2 separate regions of the Arachis hypogaea genome follow, and region 2 is linked to region 1. Evidence: chromatin contacts called from public Hi-C data. All regions are on one chromosome and are shown on one strand. Each heading gives the region's core, a stretch centred on a gene start, on an enhancer-like site or on the middle of the called end of the contact. The rest is flanking DNA. Distances are from core to core; before and after follow the strand shown.

What was found. A called contact is a pair of places that touch in the nucleus more often than the background predicts.
Region 2: a contact with region 1 is called in a Hi-C map of leaf, with 6 times the contacts expected there. The contact joins the promoter of LOC112734775 here to the enhancer-like site in region 1. A contact is called at or near these places in 5 of 8 Hi-C or Micro-C datasets (leaf and an unstated tissue).

Annotation. Positions count from the first base shown.
Region 1 is chr3:141,557,741-141,562,423 of arahy.Tifrunner.gnm2.J5K5, reverse strand. No RefSeq gene overlaps it. Among protein-coding and RNA genes, the nearest start is that of LOC112734773, 6.8 kb to the right of the region's middle. Within about 2 kb of position 2,668, at least 3 of the 3 cell types and tissues checked have open chromatin away from gene starts, as enhancers often do.
Region 2 is chr3:141,622,845-141,627,527 of arahy.Tifrunner.gnm2.J5K5, reverse strand. It overlaps LOC112734775 (probable inositol transporter 2), which reads left to right and starts at 2,352. Exons shown (of 4, transcript XM_025784228.3): 1 at 2,352-2,910; 2 at 3,370-3,440. The coding sequence starts at 2,778.

The DNA.
Region 1 (4,683 bases), core at 1,419-3,918:
TTATTGTTGTGTAAAATGTACGTGACGATATCTTCTATTTATACAGGTAGGGTGCTTTTATTTTTAACTCTCATTTATTTTATTTAAATTTATCCTTAAAAAGTGATTCTTTTATTGTTAACTACCAAAATCATAAATGGACATCCATGTATTTGGTCTTATCATAACAAGAAAATTAATTTTTTTAGTCTAACATTAGTCAATAATGCGTGGTTACTGGTTACTACTAACAATCAGCACAACAAATTACAAGTTGACACATCACAAAGGGTTGTCAATCTGGCTAGGGTTCAGTTTACATATTAAGCTATTATTTTGAATTCAAGGGTGCAAGCTATAAGTAAAGAAGAAACACTAATTTATCATATTGGATCTTTATATTTCAAAGGACAGATACAAGAAATAAGGGAAAGTCTAGGAACAGAAAATCTGGTCAGCACTTAGCTAGTAAATAGAAAATGAGTGATTCTTTATCTTTAGATAAAATCTTACACTATTAAATATATTATTGATGACTAATTGATGGCTACAACTCAAAATCTGCTGGCGCCTAGTACTCCTCGTATATCCAAACACAATTAATCAATCACTAATAAAAGAAACGAAAGAAATGGTAGGCAAACTGTGGAACACAAAAGATTATATCCTCATTATTGAAGGCATATTATATATGTAATAATGGCAGTCAGCCTCAACAGCTTCCTCATCACCGGCTTTAAAAGTTGAAGAGGAGTCCGGCAGATGTTGAAAATAAGAGCAGTGAGGAGAGGGCTCTATACAGCTGGCTGGTTTTGCCTCCAATCTGTGCGAAGCCAGGGCATGTTTGAAAATACATTGCACTTCACGCACATAGGGATGTGGGGCTGGCGCTCTACATCTTGTTCTCCTGGTTTTGGTTTTCATAAATCCAAACAAACATGGTTTGGTCATAGTTTAGACTTTAGTGTTAAAGGGAAGATTTTCTTTTATTCTTTTGAGGCGGTTCTCCACTTGTCCTCTATACCATAGTTATCAGAACCGATCCGACAATCGACCCGGTCAGGTTACTAGATTACTGAATCACTGATTCAACCGGTGGATCACAAGTTCAACCGGTTGACCTGATCATAATTAATTAATTATATAAAATTTAATTTTTTATATCAAATTAACTTATTTTCTAATTCATTAATTAATTAGTATCTATTACATTATTTAAATATATGTTAAAAAATATTAGTATTAATAGATGTTATATAATGATCAAAAACAAAAATATATCATTGATTAATAAAATTTTTTTTTATCTTTTTTAATTTAAAGATATTTAATAAAGTTTAATTTTTATTTTAATAATTATATATAATTAAAAAATAAATATTTTTTAAAAAAGTAAGTATAAAATAAAAAATAAAATAAATTAATATGAATACTATTTATTAGAATAAAAAGATAAAAAATATCTTAAATTTACATGACAAAAAGAATTAATACACAAGTGATTAATTAGGATATGTCTAATAGTTTGTAATAATTGTAATATATTTATTAAAACACACCATATAACACAGAGAAAATTTGTCCTAGTGGTTGCAAGGGCTCTTTTGCAACTTAAATGACTCAAGTTCAAACCCCAACAGTAGTGTATATTCTCAATGTGATACTGACATCAGCGGTTGACCCGTTTCGGTTCGAATCTCAATTTAGACCGAATTTTCGGTTCAAATGTTAATTCGAATCGATTTAAGGTTCGATTTATCATTCGGTCGAACTGGCCGATCCGGATTTGATAACTATGCTCTCTGTACATTGTCATTCTCATCCAGGTTGCTCCCATAATGTTTAATTGTTTATCAATCAATAGGGTCTATAGGATATTTTATTATAGTAATTAGTGTATATTTTTTATTTTCATTCATAAGATGAATCCTAACATAGTCAAGCAATTACTTTAAATAAAGGAAAGAAAATTCCAATCAAATATAAGTTCATCGAATATTACATTCATTTATAGATTACAGTACTAACAATTTTTAGACGAAGGATGCTTTTTTGTTTTCGGAAGATTCCCGGCCCTTTACTTGGTTTAGTTTTTCCAGTTTTATTTCATTTTGGACAACATTGGAAATTGGGCTTGATCCACTAAGTTTCAGTGAAGAATAACCTAGTATGATTTGATCAGGGTGGGCCAAGATACTTCCCTCCCTACCTAAATTTATGAAATTCAAATGATTTTCTTTTTGGTATTAAAATTCAAATGATTTAAAAGAGTTCACATTCTACAAAGAATGAATGTGTAGGCTCTGAGACAGAGAGGCAGAAAAGAAGTACTAGTTTACTTTAGGGGATACAAGACAAATAGGTAGATTACATGGTAGATATGTCGTAGGCCAGACGAATAATACTGGACCTACATTCATCAAGAACAGCTCATCCCCAATTCAATCATTTGAAAAATAATAATGTCACCCACGAGGTTTCTATTTTCTCACACCATCTCCATTACTATTTTCTATTGTTCATTCATCAGTCTCAGGTTTTCCTACTAGTCCTACCATGCTCATTGCTCAATAACGTTTTTTCAATTTTCTTTTCTTTTTTTTAAGGCACTGTTAGAAGCGGTGGAAAAGTTCGTTATAGAAGAACTATATTTGGATGTGTAGCTATAGGAATCACTGTCCACATAGTTCCTCTTTTAGGCCCAACATTCAAAATCATGTGAATGGAAGCCTGGCCCACTTAACTATACCTCTACACCCTCATAAATGGGCCTTACTGGGGGGTAATAATTTTTACCCTTACCCTTTATTTATTTATTTTCCCTAGTACAACGCCAGAACAGAAAACTTATTACATCACATCACATCCCACCAGTGTACATGATCTTTTTTTTTAAGGAAATACTGATTTGTAATTTCTTGTTTGTGTACGGGTGTTTGCATATATATATACAGTAGCATTGCATTGGAGAATCATTAGTTAGAGAAGTGGAATCTTACGAAGAAACAGAAACCATGATAACGTGAAGCAGTATTCAATATTCATGCTGTGATAGCGTTATTGTACCTATGGCTTAGGTCAATTGCAACTGGGTTTCCTTCAATTCCTTGACTTGTCTTAATTTTGACCCTATAAAGTGTTCTTATGCTACCCCTATTCTTCCCTCATCTAACTGACCAAGTGTTCAACGCTAATAACTGTTTGTGCCCGTCTTTTGCTTCATCAATTTGAAAATGACCCATCCATACACAATTTAATCTTTATGTTTTTAAGAAATTTATAACAAATAGTCCACACTACTTTTTCAATGCAAACAAAAGGGAAAAACAAACGAAAATTAAGGATTATTAGTATTTGATTAAGAAAAATGTTAAGGGGCCAGCAATTTTGGTGTTTTGTAATCATTAATTGATCATCAATAGTATTTTTAATGGTGTGACATTATATCTAATGGTGAAAAATCACTCATTTTTATTTTGATGGTTAAGTACTGGCCAAAAAACATAAAAGTTACTGATCCTCTAGACTTTTTCATTGATTAATTACTTACTAATTTAAATTATGGTACGAGATTCAAGTCGAGGCCTCTAGAAATTGGATAAACATTTTTTTTTCTGACAGAGAAATTGGATAAACTTAGGAAAGCAAGATAAAGCATGAATTGGTTTCGAGCTTTTTGAGTCAACTTTCATTTGCATGCGGCCTGCTATCTTTCATTCACATACGGCTTTCTAGCATATTCCAACTACGATAGAAATCTTTTTGATTGCTTGTGGCTCCTTCATTCTTAAGTCAACTATCTTTCTCATTTTGGAAATTAATTATTTCACCTTTTTAATACAAAAATAATTAATTCGTGGAGAGTGGAGACAGAGAACAACATGGTTAAGAAACCTGTCTACTTTCAAATCATGACTTTCTTCTTTGGACTGTAAATATTATTTTAGATTTTTATGATGATTGGAAAATTACAAATTGGATGATTGATTCATTTGAACATTTCTTTTTAGGATCTAGTTGCATCGTAAGGTTTCTGATTGGAGAATTTTGCTTTGCCCCTTCACTTTCAAAACTCACACGAAATAATAAATGAATTTAGCTAATGCGCTAAAAACATATTTTAAGGTTACAACTTGAAAATTTTTAATGTATTTATTAAAAAAATAATTTAAAAAGTTTTACTCATAATATTTTATCATGTACTCTTAAATCATATATCTATAATAAATAAATTATGTTCTCTAAGAACACATATTAAGATTATAAAATAACATTTTTTATTAAAAATATGAAAAATTTAAATTTTTAATGTATTTATTTTGTATTTATTAAACGAAAATATTTAAAATTTTTACTAATAATAAACTTATCATATACTTTTAAAACACATATTAACTAAATCTCAAATAAATTATTTATTTATAATAATTAAGATAATCCAGTCTTATTATACTCTCTTTTTCTTATTAACTAACAAAAAATATATATCATGAGACGAATATTTTTTATTGATATTAGTCAATATTTTATTTTTTTATTATTAAAATTTAATATTTATAATTTAATATCTTTAGTTTAAAGTTAGCTAAATATTGATAAAATATAATAATTTTTATTAGTTATATACTCTTAACAAACATAAAACCTTTATGCTGGTGTTTAATACATTACAACAGATTTCAAATATATATATACTAGTAAAAG
Region 2 (4,683 bases), core at 1,103-3,602, 65 kb before region 1:
GACAACATAAGCCAAACAAACTAGCCCTTTTATTAAAAAGTAGTAGTTTGAAATGTTGTTTTTACTATTAAAAATTTGAATCAGCGACGTTAAACCCCCTGGGGCCCTGTTAATCAATATCGAGGGAGGGCATTACCCTCATCACCACGATTTTGGTTTTAATTGGTGACTTGTGTTCAAATCATGTGAAATTTGAGTTACATTATTAATTTAATAATAAAATAATATAGTATAAGCCATTTCAAACCATTTGACTACTGACTCTCTTATTAATATTTATTATAATATTATAAATATAAACTATACACATGTAACTCGTTTCAACAGAGCCACGGATTAATTGAAGAGCTTGAAGTTAGAAAAGTCAGTAGTTGAATGAAGGGAATTGTCAACACTGATGATATTATCCTTAATCTTAATAAGCTACAATAATAATTACAATTATGTTGAAGCTAAGTTCACATATATAGGAAACCAAATGAAAAAAGTTAGTATTTGATTAGAAACAACAAAAGGAAAAGGTATGATTTATTTGACATTATATCACTATAGATACTTAGCTTGTTTGAACTCAACTTATCATCATGGTCTCGATTCTCTCACTTTTGGTCACATAAAAGCTCACACCTAAACATCCACTCGAATCTCATTCCATTGATTGCCGATCAAAGGAATCCCACATTGTCATATAAGGACAAACTATATATGATTTTCTTAGTGGCCATTTGTCCATTATATATTTGTTTCCTCCGCAAATTTAGAGTTTCAGCCCTTCCGGTAATTATGAGGATACCATTTTTCAACATTCCAATATATAGGGAGAACATCAGCTTTTATATACAGTGGTATAAGTTAAATCTTTACTGAAAAAGAAAATTATCAAAGAATTTCTTATACGTAATTGACTACTGATGAAAGATCACAATAAGAATACTAAATAATGTGAACAATGGATATATTGGATGTCAATTCAATAGGTATACAGATAATTATGTTGATTCTTAGTTGGATGGTCGTTATTCGTTTTGATTCGGTTTACTCGTGTACAATTAACCATAATTGAATGTTAAATTTATTAGGTGTGCAGATGATTATCCTAGTGTTAGAATTTAGGAGGTAATTTGGAGGTGGAGTATTTTTTTATTTTATTAGGTCAATTCTAGAATTCATTGTTTACATTGTTCACAAAAATTATTGTCTACCTAGCAAAATCGAGCAAAAAAATCTTTAGAGCACTTGCTAATAAACAAGAAAATAATCTTTTTTTTTTTTGGTTTTGCTAGATAGACAATGATTTTTGTAAATAATATGAACAATGGGCTCTAGAATTAATCAAATAAAGTAAAAAAATCATTCTATTCCTAAATTACCTCTTAAACCATTAGGATAACCATCTGCACACCTATTGAATTAAACATCCAGCTATTATTAACTGTGCATGAGTAAATCAAATCAAAAGAAATAACCATCCAATTAAAATAATGAATATAATCATTTGCATACCTATTGAATTGAATATCCGACATATCCATTGTTCATATTATTTAATATTCTCATTATCTACCTATATTTTTGTTTATGAAACAGATAAGATTTTGAATCTTTTAATATTGACAAAAAATATATATTTTTCATTTTTAATAAATGTCCTTAGAGTTTTCTTATAAGTATGTATTTATTACGATTCACATTTCTAAAAAGTAAAAATGTGACTCAAAAATAAATGAAATACACAGTGTACACATAAATATTCTGCAAACTTGAAGTATTTTTTGGTTTGTGATTTTATTTTTGCTCCCGATGAAGTCGTTTGGAATTTGTCCTCACTCCTGCGTCTCTGAGTCGCTCTATGACACATGAGACTTATCAAGTAATGTCCATCTTTTTCATTGTTGAAGAAGCAAGAATATATAGCTCGATAAAGAAATCCACAAACTAATGATCAAATCAAATCTCCTTTTACTTTAAGAAAAACGCACCCCACAAAATAAATAATTATCTATTCACGGGAGCACGCATATGCCACTCGTCATCTCCATAAAATGTCTAATATCATTGTCAACAGTTCTTATATGAAAAGTAAAATGGTTCTTTATTTGTGTATATATTATGAATCAGTAATTGCATGGCATCATGTTACATTGATATATTTTAATTTCTTCTAGTCTTGTTTGTTTAAGATATTTATGAAGGTTACAAATTAAAAGAAATACCAAGGAAGGATGATAGACAGCAAAGAATCAAAGTTAGAATGCTGAATAAAATATATTATTTAATTAATGTAATGCATTTAATTTTAATAGTTGCATTCCATATATATATATATATATATGGTTAAAGGAATATGTGGCGTGCAAAGCTTGGGGTTTGGGTCCCCAGGATCCGTGGCACTCTTCTCCGATCCGTCGGCTGGATAAGAAAAAGCATTAGACTGTTCTCGTTTGCCCATGACCTGTCCCTTCTAATTCCCACATAAATTAATCTAATAATTCCAAATCATTTATTCAATTTCAATTTTCCTCTTCTAAACTGTAGTTAGTCAAAATATTATATATTTTGTGTGACCGTAAACTCAAAGTATGCTTAGCTTGTATGAATCTCTACTCATCATTCGCCCAAACGCATGCACCCATTTCCCACTATAAATAGAGTTGTCACACTCTCGTATACTCATCACTCTCACTTCACTTATTAAGCTTTTATGTCTAGTATCTTCTCTTCCCTTCCCTACTCTATAGTTGTGTTTGAAGAATTAATAACAATTAATAGAGAGCAAGATGGAAGGAGGAATGGTAGAAGCTGATGCATCTGCCTTCAGAGAATGCTTGTCTCTCTCCCATAAGAATCCTTATGTCCTTCGCCTTGCTTTCTCCGCTGGAATTGGTGGCCTTCTCTTTGGTTATGACACTGGTTTGTTTCTCTTCACCAATCTTTTCAATTTCATGCATATATTAACTTAAATAATGCTACATATACACCAAAATCAGCCACCAAAGTAAGCTCCGCTATCAATATAAAATACATGTTGGAATATAAATACATATTGAAAATAAATTAAACCGCACATATATTAGTGGCTGATTTTAATAGTGGTGTACAAATAGCATTTTTGAATTTTTATTATAGTCATGTATAGATTAATCAAAACATCCAAGTGAATACTAAACATATCTACATGGATGGTAATTAAGGTTAAATTAGGAAAGATTTTTACATCTATATTATCATAAAATTATTTGTTTAATAATTTAAACCAATTAGAAAAATAATTAAATAATTTAATCTCTAACAAGCTAGGTCTCTCAGAGTTCAAATCACTAGCTAGCTAGCTCTAATTATCAGTTCATTCTCTGTTTTTTTTATTTGTAGGGGTGATATCGGGGGCGCTTTTATATATAAGAGATGACTTCAAATCAGTGGATAGAGAAACTTGGCTACAGGTAACGTTATCAGCATTGAATAGTGTTTTATATAAGATCTCCAACTCTCTGGAGACGTAAACCAATGATCAAGTGCGTGCATTCTTTTCCCACTGCTTATTCAATCATGCCTCTAAGTGTCACCTAAACTATGGTGCCATTTTTTGTCCCTTTGTCATGCTGGCAAAACAACAGTATCCTTTTATTAAAACTCCCCTGTTCTTTGAAAATGACTCTATATTTACAAGTGTTTTTCTTCCTTCATTTTTCAAACTGAATTTTGGGGTTGGATTATAGTCTATTTTTAATTTTAATACTTGGTTTTTTTTTATTCTCACTGGAGTTGAAAAGTGTACAAAATACAAAATTTAATTCATAAGTTTATAAATTATTATTTCATTTGTGCTAAAAATTTTATTATGATTTTATCATACATTATCTTTAGCAAATTCTTTCAATTATGTTATTATATTATTTGTATATAAAAAATTAATTATTAAATTAGTTATTTGTTAAAATATATATTTGAATATAAAAAATGTATAAACAACATATATTCATATCAAATAGACCGTGACTAATTTAATAACTGATATTTTATTTATAGATAGTATTTTTTTTATATTATTTATATGTTAAAAAAATTAACACTATGTAATGGGTAGAAAATAAAAATAAGAGCAAAGTATCGTTTTTGTCCCCAACGTTTGGGGTAAATCCTATGTGTGTTCCTAACGTTTAAATCATCCTATTTGTATCCCTAACGTTTGTAAAAGTGATTCAATATTATCCTGCTATCAATTACACATCATGAGCGCTTTAGTTTGCGTTTTAAAAATCTCTTTTTGAAGTTAGAATACAAATGTTTGGGATAGAATCGATGATCTACTCCAAAACATAGCTCATAAAATGTTGAAACTAATTTCTACAACATTTACATAATTCACTTTTCTAGGAACATAATTGAATCTAAACACTATTTTAGTGGGTATAATATTAAAATTGAACACATCCAAGTGAGACATAATTGAGAATAAATATATTCAAATGAGAATAATTGAAAAATATAATCTGATTTGTTAGTATAATTAATAGTAGGATAATATTGAATCAATTTTATAAACGTTAAGAATACACTATTTAAACGTTAGGGACAAAACCGCAAACGTTTGGAACAAAAATGATACTTTTAGTCTAAAAATAAAAACCAAGGAAAGGAGAATGAAAGAGTAGATTGTAGCGGAGCAGTTTCTGTATCCCCTTA